2 separate regions of the Zea mays genome follow, and region 1 is linked to region 2. A link is a contact called in public Hi-C data. All regions are on one chromosome and are shown on one strand. Each heading gives the region's core, a stretch centred on a gene start, on an enhancer-like site or on the middle of the called end of the contact. The rest is flanking DNA. Distances are from core to core; before and after follow the strand shown. Region 1 holds the start of LOC103645943 (myosin-11). Region 2 holds the start of LOC100274214 (F-box/kelch-repeat protein).

Region 1 (5,984 bases), core at 1,398-3,897, 790 kb before region 2:
AACCAAGCTTGGGGTGAGCTACAGACAAGTATACATGCGGCCGTGCACAGTACAGCGACAGCGTCAGCGTCAGCCAGCATGCATGACGAACGGGTAGTATCCGCCGCCGCGGTCGGTGTGGCCTGGGCCGGCGGATTATCGCCCGCCGTCCGCTGCGGCGTGGGCCCCACGAGACCAACCCGCGGAGACACAGAGGCCAGTGGCATGGGGCCGCTCCTCTGATCCTCTCTTTTTCTCCATTTCTATATACTACAATATATTGTTTTTTTTCATGGAGTTTGTGGCTGAGCTGCAATGGCCTGCGCCATTTATGCCCAGTATATAGTGGTAGTACCTGACCTGACCACACAGGCCAGCATTTTTCTGTTCTTCCATGCCATGCCAGTGCCAGGTTGCAATGCAAGCCTCTCTTTTATTTGCGGTGGCCAGCCGTGCCTGCCGCCGATCTGCCATGTGCCATCCATCATCCTAGCAATATATGCGAATACTCGGAAGGTCACCGCAAATTACATGCAAGCTGCGTGACCACACCCCGCACGCCTGAATGTGGCTGGAGTTTCTTGTTTGCTGATGAACTGAGCGATAGGCCGGCTTGCAAGGTAATCCAGACCCTAAAGACGTGCGCACACGATGGAAACGCCTTTTGGAGCGATGCATTATCGATCGACACATTATTTTCCCGCACAGGCAATCCAAAAGCGGAAGGCTTTAATTAAGTGTGGGATCTGTGAAAATGACCTGGTCCGTGGGAACTCAGATTATTCTTGCCATTTTTTGTGGGCCGCGAAAGTTGATACGTATTTCAATATTAAACCAATCTAATTTGTTGGACCCACAAGCATGACTAGATAGAGAGCATACCATATGCAAAATGAAAGAGAGAGAGAAGGATGAGGAAGAAAGAGTTTGGTCGCTTTTTCGCTGAATCGTTCGTCGCTCTACCCTATGTTCTACTGTAGTAGTCATGTGTAGGTGGCCGTATGACTTTCGGTTGACTTTTACCATGGAAATCTTAGAGGGTCCTTGTAACCCCGAGCTACAAAATCGGTTCATATTATGATCTTATGGTAGGTAGTGGACCATATATAGTTTATTTACATGTTATTGCCACACATTAATCTATTACAAGCTCGGGTTAACTAATGTTTGTTAATCCAAATCCGAATAGTCTATAAGTTCCCTCTATGGTGACCGCTTAAATTGCAAAAAAAAAAAAAACAACTTCATTCCATGAAATGTTTGCCAAACATTCCACGTCCACCAAATCCAGATTCACTAAACTAGCGAATCTCAAAATTTGCGAACTTGATAAAAAAAATTAACCACCGTTATCACTAGTTACACAACATACCCCTTTATTCTTTTTTCTCTTTCCCTTCCTTCATCCGCACCTTTCTCTCTCGTCCGTGGAAAAAATCCATGCTTAGGCGACAAAGGCTCTACACTGATCGAATCCTCGCCCTAGACGCCACTGACCATGTGCTCCTCGCCTAGCACCCATGTAACTTGGAAAGGTGCGAGTAGTCATGCCCTAGTCGCATCAGCTCGCTATGATGCCTGATCGCACTTAACCTCGATTGAGGCTCTCTCTCCCTCCCTCCCTCTCACTCTAATCGCTTGTACATCTTTCCCTCCATCTCCCTCCCTCTACCCCCACTCCACCCTGTGTCTCTCTTCCTATCCCTCACTTCGTGCAGCCACGCTCGTGTCCGCTCCAACCCTGGTTGACCACACCTTTCCCCCCTCTATCTTTTCACTCTCCTTACTGTGGTAAGCAGCGACAACACCAACCTTGTTGTCTCTCTCCCTCCCATCCCTCAATCCAGCCCACGCAAGCCCTTGCCTTATCACTCTTCCCATGCCCCCTCACTCTATCCAACCCATCCCATGCCCACTCTAACCAGTCATGCATACCCCCACACTCTGGGCAGTCGTGCTTGTGCTCGCCTCTAGGCATGGTCGGTCGTGCCTATTTCTCTCCCTCCCTCCAATCTGGTTGTGCTCTCCCTCGACCTAGGCGCACCAAACTATATTGTGCATTAACTATCAACTATCATGATCGCGCCTGACCAAGTCCTAAAAGAAGTCATGTTTTTAAGAGTAGGAATAAAGAAACCCTAACATTGATAAAGTGAGGCCTACAAGGCTATCTACCATAGCCTTACATACCCCATACTTGAAATTTCACTATGTGACATGGTGCAATCTACAATACAAAATTGTGTATTCACGACTATATACACGATGGACGACAACCTAAAATAAAATATTCTATTTAAACTAAAGTAATTAGATTTTATAGTACTAGAACTGCTTCATTAATTTTAGGTGCACATTTACTTTTTAAGGAGTAGACCCGTTCAAAATACCATAAGAGCCCATTTGGAATGCAGATTTTTTAGATGAATTATACAAGAATTTCACAGAAATCAATTTATTTTTATAAGAAAAACACTGGAAATGAGAAATATTCCCACATTGCAAAGAGCCCCAAGCCTGTTCTTCCTACGGAGCGAACCCACCCCAGTCCCCACCCACACATTTATTTTTCCTGCATGCTGGCTACTCGCGAGAAATGTTTCGTGCACTTCCAAATCTGTGTCGAATCCACGTCAGCTCAGTACTGGAATGCTGAGGAGGTGAGCTCACAGGCCGGTGAGCCCAGCAACCCCTCCGGCACTGCATGCGGGTCCCACCCGCCGGACGCGGCAGCTCAGCCAACAGCACGCATACGCATACGGCATACCGCAGCACCGCCAGCAGGTTACATATAAACCCTCCCACGACGGAAGAAACCCCCGACGAAATAAAAAGATTCTCTCTCCTTTTCTTTTTCTTCTCTCCACCCGCTTCTCTCTGTTGATTTCTGGCCGGGGTTGGCTGGCTTGGTTCTCCTTCTGGCTGCTCGCTCGCCTGCAACCGCCAAGGGACAGGAAGCAAGAAGGATTGGACCGCCGTCCGCCGGGACACCTCTTCCTGATCCAAATCCAAGGTGACTTATGTTTCTTCTGACTGGATTGGATGGAGAGGTTCTTTTGTATTGAAAACGGCCAGTTTTTTCTTCTTTTTTCTTCCATTTTGATTCTTGATGAGTCCGATTGCGCTCGGGGTTAGCGATTATCCACCGGCGATTCCCCGTCTGTTTTGGTTCGGAGGTCCTCGCTTCGCTTCGCTTCGCTTCGCTTCGCTTTGCCCGTCTGGACACTGGAGCCCTCTGTCTGGAGTCGCCGTGCCACCTCGTTGGCGTTTGGTTCTCGGCTTCTCCGATGCGTGCAGCGTGCTGGTGCAGCCGGAAGCTGCCAGGAGGAGTGCTGCGCCTCTCTTCGTTTGCCTCGTGCTTCCCTGCTTGCTTCCGTTTCCTTTTCCGGTGTTTCGATCGATCAGCCACCTTCAGTTTCCTTTTCCGGTGTCTCGCCCCGATCGGATCGCTCTCGCTCCTCTTTGACTTCGCGGGCGCTGCAGATGCCATGTCCCCGCTCAGGGTAGGCAGTGGAGGGGACGAGACGGTCGTGGGGAGGTTGGTGAGTCCGGGCTGTCGTCTTTGTCTCTTGGCTTTGCTTTTTTTTTTTGTCCTTGTTTGGTTGCTATGCCTTGCTGTCGATCCTTGTGTTTGGTGCCTGCAATCTTGTGCTTCAAGGGTCAGTGAGCTAGCTCAGATCAAATAATCTAACGTTTTCTTTAAAAAATCTTATCTGGTCGTGCGCACAGCGTGTTCATCGATGTGTGCGGTCTTTTCAGTCTGTTCTGTGAGCTGAGCGCCTTTGCACGGTTCAGATTCACTCGATTTTCCGATCCAATTTCGAGTTGTTGGTAAGTCTTGGCATGAGTAGGAACCACCTAATCCTTTCCGAGCACCAGAATGATTTTACTTTACACTGTGGACACATTGGATTCTAGCCGTGAACTTTATCTCTGTATCCTTCATCGTCCAGGCTGTAAAAGAAAGCCCGTTTTTTAATGCCGTTGGACTGGACTGAGTTTCTGCCTTGGATTCTACTGTTACTTGTTTTATGTATGATTCGATTCAGGAATTGATGCTGGTGATTCTTGCTACCATTTGCAGGGACGGACAGCTAAAGTAGCTGTGGAATATGGAAGTCGAGCAGGCCGCCGAAGTAAGCGCTCCAGAGACGGCTGATCTTAACGTGCCTGCTAAGACGCCGGTAAGAAAACATGCTATCCCTTACTAATGCCCACTTAGCAACTTGAGTATTGTTATGGGTTTCCTACTTACTATGTTTGACCGAAGCCCCTTGCTATAGCTTTGCTAAGGCCCTGAGAGACACACATTTCCAATAACTGAAAACATTTAGCTTCCAATACCTGTCATGCACACAAATCGATGAGGCACCAAAAAATATCTAGCCGAATCATATGTATATGGGGTGTTTGTCATGCTAAGCCTGTTTGGATTGATAAAATAACTTGCTAGCTGCTATGCTCCAAGTACCTTGTGTTGATCTTCATCTCTCTGGTATCCTGGTTACATTTTATATATGCATAATATGAAAATTAATGTGCTGCGCTGTGAACACTGCAATGCAGGTTTCAGGATTGGTTTGTTGGGTTAAAATAAAAGGTCGAATGCAGTTTTCAGTTTCAGGTCATAAATATTTGCATCCATCGCATTAACAAGGTTATAGAAAAGGGTAGAGATTACAAAAAAAATACCAGCAGAGCTAAAGCTTTTGGGCAAAGATTAGTATAATTCCCACACTGTTATTATCAAAGTTTGCTATTATTTTTTTCTTTTGAAAATTGATGTTCCAAAGAGATCACTGAATTTTTACAATGCCATTTCTGCAGGCACACGATGATGATAAAGAAAAAGTACCCAATGGTAATACAAATTTGCAAGTCAAGGAAACACACAATGATGAAGACGATGGAACTGGATCTGATGGGTTTGAACTGATAGATGTGAAGGAAAACTTTGACTCAGCAAAAGTGGGGGAAGAAATCGCTGCTTCAAGAAGTACTACGGTTGATACATCTCCTGTTACAGAACAAAGTGAAACACAAGAAGAAAAAATAACAGCACCTGAAGAACAATCAGTTGCAGCAAACACAAGACATGTAGAGTCCTCAATGTTGAACCAACAAACAGAACAGTTGGAAAAGCTGACAAGGCGTATTGAGGAGCTTGAATCTGAAAAAGATAAACTAGTAAAGGACTTGACAGAAGCAGAAAACAAACAGAGCATGCACTACAGTTCTCTACAAGAAGCTCAAAGCTCTCTTTCTATGAAAGATAAGGAGCTGGCTGAAGCAACAGAGTCGCTGAAGGAGCTGGGTTCTGAGCTTGAAACCTCAAAAAAGAGGGTTCAAGAAATTGAAGCTGAATTGGATTCATCAGCAGATAAGCTTCGTAAACTTGAAGAGCTGAAGGATGAAAGAAGCTTGCATGCTGCACAGGAGGCGAAGAGGGCTTCAGAACTTGATAAGATGCTGGAACTGGCACAGTCAAACATGAAAGAAATGGAAAAACATATTAGCAGTCTTCAAGAGGAGGTAAAGGGTCATCAAGATAAGGCCACTGACCATCAGCAAATAGAAGAATCGCTGAGAAACACAATCTCAGAACTCAAGGTGGTACAAGAGGCACTGGAGCTGTCAAAGTCACAAGTGGCAGATTTGGAACAGAAGCTTGCCTCCCAGGATGCTGATATCAGTAAACTAACTGAAGAGTTGAATCTCCATTGTTCGTCTGAAGAATCCCTTAAAGAGAATAATCTTAAACTACAGACTGAACTTACTACTGCGCTTGAGGAACTACAATTAAAGCTTTTGAGTTTGCAGGAAATGGAGACAAAACTTGATGAGCAGTCAAAAGACAGACAAACAAGTGAGGCTGCACTAGAGAAGCAAAATGAACAGCTACTCATCTTACAGGCTGGGCTTGACAACTTGAAGGATGAAAATGAAAGTCTCCAAGGGTCACTTGCTGATCTTAATTCAAAACTTTCTGAGAAAGATTTCATGTT
Region 2 (6,034 bases), core at 1,449-3,948:
TCAATTCGACCCGGGTACAAAGAGTATCAGAAAATGAGAGGGAATTATGAGATAGCATGGCATAGGTATGTGATCGTGCCAAACGTACTTAGACATGAGTGGGAGCCAACATACGAATAATTAGAGGAATTTGAGCCATAGTACATGTAATACTATACATTACCTTGCTACTCATCGATTGATGAACGTAAAAAACAAAAATATTACAAGGACTATATGAACCTTAGGTTCCACCGACTAATAACCAATTGCATTGTTCTTATCCTATTATTTTATTCATACTACGTTCCACTGGCTAATAACCAATTGCCTCACTTAACCTTAGGAGGTTAGGTGAGTTAGATTGCATTCAATCATTAGAGATCCATTACCTTTCTCGGTTATACATGCCCTAAAAATGAAATGTGCCTGTGACTCAAACCTCGGTTATATTTTTTAACCTAAAACCCGACCTAACCAAAAAAAACCTAGACTCAAGGCCAAAAAAAAATCCAACCCAACCCAAAAGAATCGTGACCCAACATGCCCAACAGGGAAGCAATATCCATACCAAACGACCTACGGCGCGACGTTGATCTAACCAGTTCTTGCATCTATCTCGTGACAGGCGATGGGTGGCCCTCTTGTGAGCTCAGTATTGGACCATCAAAGATGGATGGATGTGTTATGCCAAGCGTTTGCTCCACTCACTATGTGAGGAAAGGAAACAAGATAGTCACTTGTTTGACTTGCAGAAGATGAACACTACAACCACAACCTATGCTAGTTCCTTTACTTTCAATATTCTTTTAATTATTACTCCTATGGGCTGAATTTGTATGGAGTATGTGTTTCGCGGGCTAAAATGACTAGGAGGTTAGGTGAGTTAGATTGCGTTCAATCATTAGAGATATGTTACCTTCCTCGGGTATACAATCCCTAAAAATGAAATTGTTGTTCCTATTCAACTAAGACCTATTTGATCTACCACAATAACCCAAAGTGTATAAAAATGAAAGAGTGTGCAACTTATTTCCTAGATATGTACTCTATTGTAGTTATTATCCTATAAAAGGTGTAGAGCTCTTGTAATATTTGATTAATCATGGAGGAAATGTGTAATGATTCATGGCTCGTTTGGATACCACGAGCTAAAACAAGAGCTAAAACAAAAGTGACTTATAAGGTAAAATCCAAATAGAGAGAGCTAAAAGTGATTAAAATGATAAAATAGTATCATTTCAGTCACTTTGAGTTCTTACTGATTAGATCCTAAAAAGTAACTAAATTTTAGTCATTTAGCTTTAGCTCATGGGATTCAAACAGATCCCCACAATTGATGCAGCTTAATCGGTATGTAGTAACATGTAATCGAATATTTTGTGTTGTCGTAACTCACAAGCATTGTATTAGTTACAGTTAATATTTCACTATATCATTGCTGGTGGACCAATGACACATCAGATAAATGAGTATAGAGGTAGCAGTGTAATTTCTTATGGCTAATATCCTCTAGTAAGGTTGTCCGTAGCAAATTTTATAAAATTGAGGTATCTACATGGTAGAAATAGGGGATGCGATAGGAGAGATGTCAAAGACAACCTAATGTACATGTGTTTTTATTTAAGAACGGAGTACTCTTACAGAGCTGCTCGGGTATCTCTAGAATTATCTCAAATGGTGTGAAATAGGGGACTTACATGTGCTTTTTATTTAAGAACGAACTACTCCAATGCCATCTCGGGTATCTCTAGAATTATCTCGGAAAATGCTGCCCTGCTAGCCGTATTCTATAACTCTCTCCGGTCAAATCACCTTTGATTATGCGTCCCACATTATTATTGCAAAAGATAGCGCATCAATAATGTTAGCTGCCAGAGCGGAAGAAGAAAACACACACACACACACACCCAGGTCGATGGCACTGCGTTGTCGCTTTTCGTTTCTGTCGCGTTTTAACGTGGGGGGTAAACTATGGTGGTGCTGCATTGGCCCCTACAGGCTTTCGGTCATCCGCCACTTTGGAGATTCTTTTCCAACACCCCCACCCATCTACCCACTCTTTCACTCCGTCCACGTCCACGCCCTGAATCCTAGAAGAGAGGCCAGGCGCAAGTACACTGTGAAAAAACATTCCATTATAACAACAGAAAAAAAAAGAGAAGGAGAGATGGCAAGCCAGCCAAGTACAAGCTCTGCGACGCGTTCAGCTGCTGGATCTATCCACGTACGTGCGCGCCAGTGCATCTATTATCTAAAGATTCTCCCATTTCTGACACAGGATATATGCATTTTTGAAATCGTCTAAAATCACACAGGTTCTTTTTTTATTATTATTATTTGAGTCGCTGCGATGGACATGATGCCTGTGAGCCGCCCAACAGTGCACCGTCCAGATCCATCGAATCGGGTTTAAACAAATTTTTTTTTGCTGGTCTCAAAATACGAGGCAGGAGCCGTCCAATGGGAAGGTGACAGTTTTTGTTTTTTTAACGCAACTGGCTGGTTTTCGAGATAACAGTGGGGGTTAAGCATGGTAACCGAGGTGACAGTAAAAGCGTTAGAAAAAGGGTAAAGGTAACTTGCGAGCCATTTGGCACTCGAGCACCACCCCCCGGGCTTATGCACATGGGTCTCCCTCCCTCTCCCGTCCATATCCACATATATAAATACGCCTTCCCCCCCCCACCGCTCCAGGCCTCGCCCCCCCGTGCCCTCCCCCGTCCCACTGACGGTGGCCCCCACCGCCCGGCCCCGCTCGTCGGCGAGCGCCCCTTCCCCACGCTGCACCGCTGTCCTGGGCTTCCTGCCCAAGAGATCCGCCCGACTCCGGTGAGCTCTCTCGCCGCGCGCCCGCCGAGCGGGCGGTCGCCACATTTTCGTTTGTTTTTTCTTTGGGGGGCGAGGTGACGCGGAGCGTAACCGCTTTCCTCGGTGGCCCCGTGCTTCGACAGGTCGCTCGGAGGCCGGCGAGCCGCGCGTGCTGGGCGCCGGGATGCAGGCGGCCGGCGCCAGCCGGTGGCCCGGATCTCGCTGGCGGCGCGTCTCGGCGAGGTGAGGCAGCTCAATTCTCTCGTGCTCACCTCTTCCGTTTCCGTTCCAAAGCGGGGTGCTGTTTTTTTTTGTTCTTGTCTGTTATTGTTATCTTTTCCCTTTTCACTCATCGGTTTCAGAGTTTGTGCAAACCGTAGTGGCGAGCTGCCAAACAAACTTTACTTTTGCTGGTGGCGTAGTTCCATCTGGTGGAGGTCTGGGCTCTGGAGACAATGGCAGTGAATTCGTCGGGGAAAGGTTCTTGTTTCCTTCCTCCTTTGGGAGGTGGAGTGGGTTGGAGCCAGAGAGTCCCTGATTTTTTTAGTGCATTTTGTTGCAGAGCAGCCACATGGTATGCGCTGTTTTCTGCTGGCTGATGGCCCGATTTCCAGTTTGAATAGGCTGGTATTTTTGCCGGCATCTGGTAATTATTCGCTAGTTTACTCCCTGTTCGTAGAGTGAAGGCTTTTGGCCTTTTGCCTTGCGTCTGCAACAAATAATAATGAATAATGGAATCAGCGGGGCATCATCCGTACATTTTATATATTTTTTCTTCTGTTTTGAGATAATGCAGATAACAGGGATGCGCCTAGTAAATGCCTCTCCGTGTTTCTCGCGCGAAACTTGTTTACGAGTTAAGGCAGTATGCGCATCAAGCTTTGTTAAATCAGGAAAAGGTCGAGTTAGCTTGGTGTTGATTTTGTTTTAATCTTGTCGCATCAGTTTTGTTACAATTGTTGCTTAGTCATGGTAACGACTCATCAAGTGCTTGTTCTTGTGTGGTTTATTAGTTTATTTGTATGGTTATGGTTGATTGATATGATATTTTAGCTGGCTGAATTAGGAGTCTGCCGTGCAGCAGTATTCTTGCCGCCTTGGCGATACTGGTATCAACAACGAAAGAAGAGTAGTTTTACCTCAAACAGAATTTCTACAAGGGAGTATCTTTGAGATTTTTAGCACTGTAGTTTATGATTTTAGTAGATTCTGGATACTGCAAAGCTTCAGATCAGCAATGAAGATATTCCTTAGCAAGAGTTCAAATATGAAGTTGAATGTCTCACTGTGGTCTAGTATCTGCCATTTGTGTGAAAATTATCAAAGAACATCATGCATTTCCTGATAGTTTGTCCCTTGATTTTTTCCAGAGGAGACCTCTGAACTTTCTGACCTCAAGTCCTCGATTTTGTCATAGATCAGACAAATAATGGAAGAGTTACAAGATTGCAACTCAAGAAGCCTGGTTGCCCTTCCGGGCTCTTTGGTTCTGCGTCTCTTTAGGCTGTTTGGCCAGCAGGATCAGAGTTCATGGCAGAAGTACATACTAGCTTACTTTCTGTTGGTCAGGAATGAGTACTTCTCTGGGGAGTCGAAGAAACACTCAGATGTGTTCTGTGATATTTCAGAATTAGATTTCTTTCTATATGCTACAGATTTGGATAGTGAAGAACTTGAACTGAAGGAGCAGAAACCCATTACGAAGGCTCAATCAGGAGGTGATTCAAGTGGCAACAGATCGAATGATTGCTACTTCCCCGGCCTTCATGATGATCTGTCTCAAGACTGCCTTGCTTGGGCAAGCAGATCAGACTACCCTTCCCTTTCTTGTCTGAACAAAAGATTCAATTTGTTAATTAACAGTGGATATTTGTACAGACTGCGAAGGAAATATGACATTGTTGAGCACTGGGTCTATCTTGCTTGTAGCTTGATGCCCTGGGAAGCATTTGATCCTTCACGAAAGCGCTGGATGAGGCTACCGAGAATGCCATGCGACGAGTGCTTCTCCTGTGCAGACAAGGAATCACTTGCCGTCGGAACACAGCTGCTTGTCTTCGGCCGTGAATATACTGGCCTTGCTATTTGGATGTACAACTTACTGACTCGCAGTTGGTCCCCATGCACTCCAATGAATCTGCCCCGCTGCCTTTTTGCCTCGGGAAGCTCAGGTGAGATTGCTATTGTTGCTGGTGGATGTGATAAGAATGGACAGGTGCTGAGGTCTGCTGAATTGTACAATTCAGAGATTGGGCACTGGGAGACTATCCCAGACATGAACCTGCCCAGGCGGCTCTCTTCAGGTTTCTTCATGGATGGCAAGTTTTATGTCATTGGGGGCGTGTCCAGTCAGAGGGATTCATTAACTTGTGGAGAGGAATATAACCTTGAAACAAGGACCTGGAGAAGAATACTTGATATGTACCCTGGTGGAACCAGTGCATCTCAATCGCCTCCTCTTGTTGCTGTTGTGAATAACCAGCTCTACGCCGCTGACCAGTCGACAAATGTGGTCAAGAAGTATGACAAGGCAAACAATGCCTGGAACATACTGAAGCCATTGCCTGTTAGAGCTGACTCATCCAATGGTTGGGGTCTAGCTTTCAAAGCTTGTGGCGATCGATTGCTGGTAATCGGGGGCCATAGAGGACCTCGTGGCGAGGTAATATTGCTGCATTCCTGGTGCCCTGAAGGTGGGGAAGATGGTGCTGACTGGGAGGTTCTCTCGGTGAAGGAACGTGCAGGCGTCTTCGTTTACAACTGTGCAATAATGGGGTGCTGAGTTACCTTTGCTTCAGTACATGCCACTGGTTTAGCAAGCCAACCATTTCTTGCTGCCATTTAGCTGCCCTTTATAATGACTTGTAATTCAGAAATGACACCCCCTCCCCTCATTTCGCGGAGCTCTCAATTGATTGAATGTTTTGTAGAGAGCAAAGAGCATTCAGTTCAGTTTACCTGGAACTACTTTTTTTTCTTCTTCTGTTAAACTCGTTCAGAATTCTTTGTTCTTGTCCAGTACGAATTTTATGCAGTATTCGTTATTCATCATTTTTGCAAAGCTTGTCTGCCCCATTGTTCTGAGACAAATCTAAGGCCTCGATTTTCAATGCACCGTACTTGCGTACTGGTGTTCAGAGATCTTGGGTCAGCTCAAACAGTTCAGGAAGATAGTCAGAAGTCAGAACTTTGTTGTGTATAATACTTAAAAATGTACTGCATATTAGCCATACCTTAATATTAT

The links. A called contact is a pair of places that touch in the nucleus more often than the background predicts.
Region 1: a Hi-C map of tassel shows a contact between it and region 2, with 1.9 times the contacts expected there. The contact joins the promoter of LOC103645943 here to the promoter of LOC100274214 in region 2. A contact is called at or near these places in 2 of 25 Hi-C or Micro-C datasets (ear and tassel).

The regions. Positions count from the first base shown.
Region 1 is chr2:10,597,605-10,603,588 of Zm-B73-REFERENCE-NAM-5.0, reverse strand. LOC103645943 (myosin-11) reads left to right here and starts at 2,647. Exons shown (of 9, transcript XM_020548133.2): 1 at 2,647-2,992; 2 at 4,064-4,163; 3 at 4,807-5,984. The coding sequence starts at 4,092.
Region 2 is chr2:9,811,021-9,817,054 of Zm-B73-REFERENCE-NAM-5.0, reverse strand. LOC100274214 (F-box/kelch-repeat protein) reads left to right here and starts at 2,698. Exons shown (of 3, transcript NM_001148586.1): 1 at 2,698-2,811; 2 at 2,934-3,033; 3 at 4,213-5,767. The coding sequence starts at 2,975. The coding sequence ends at 5,572.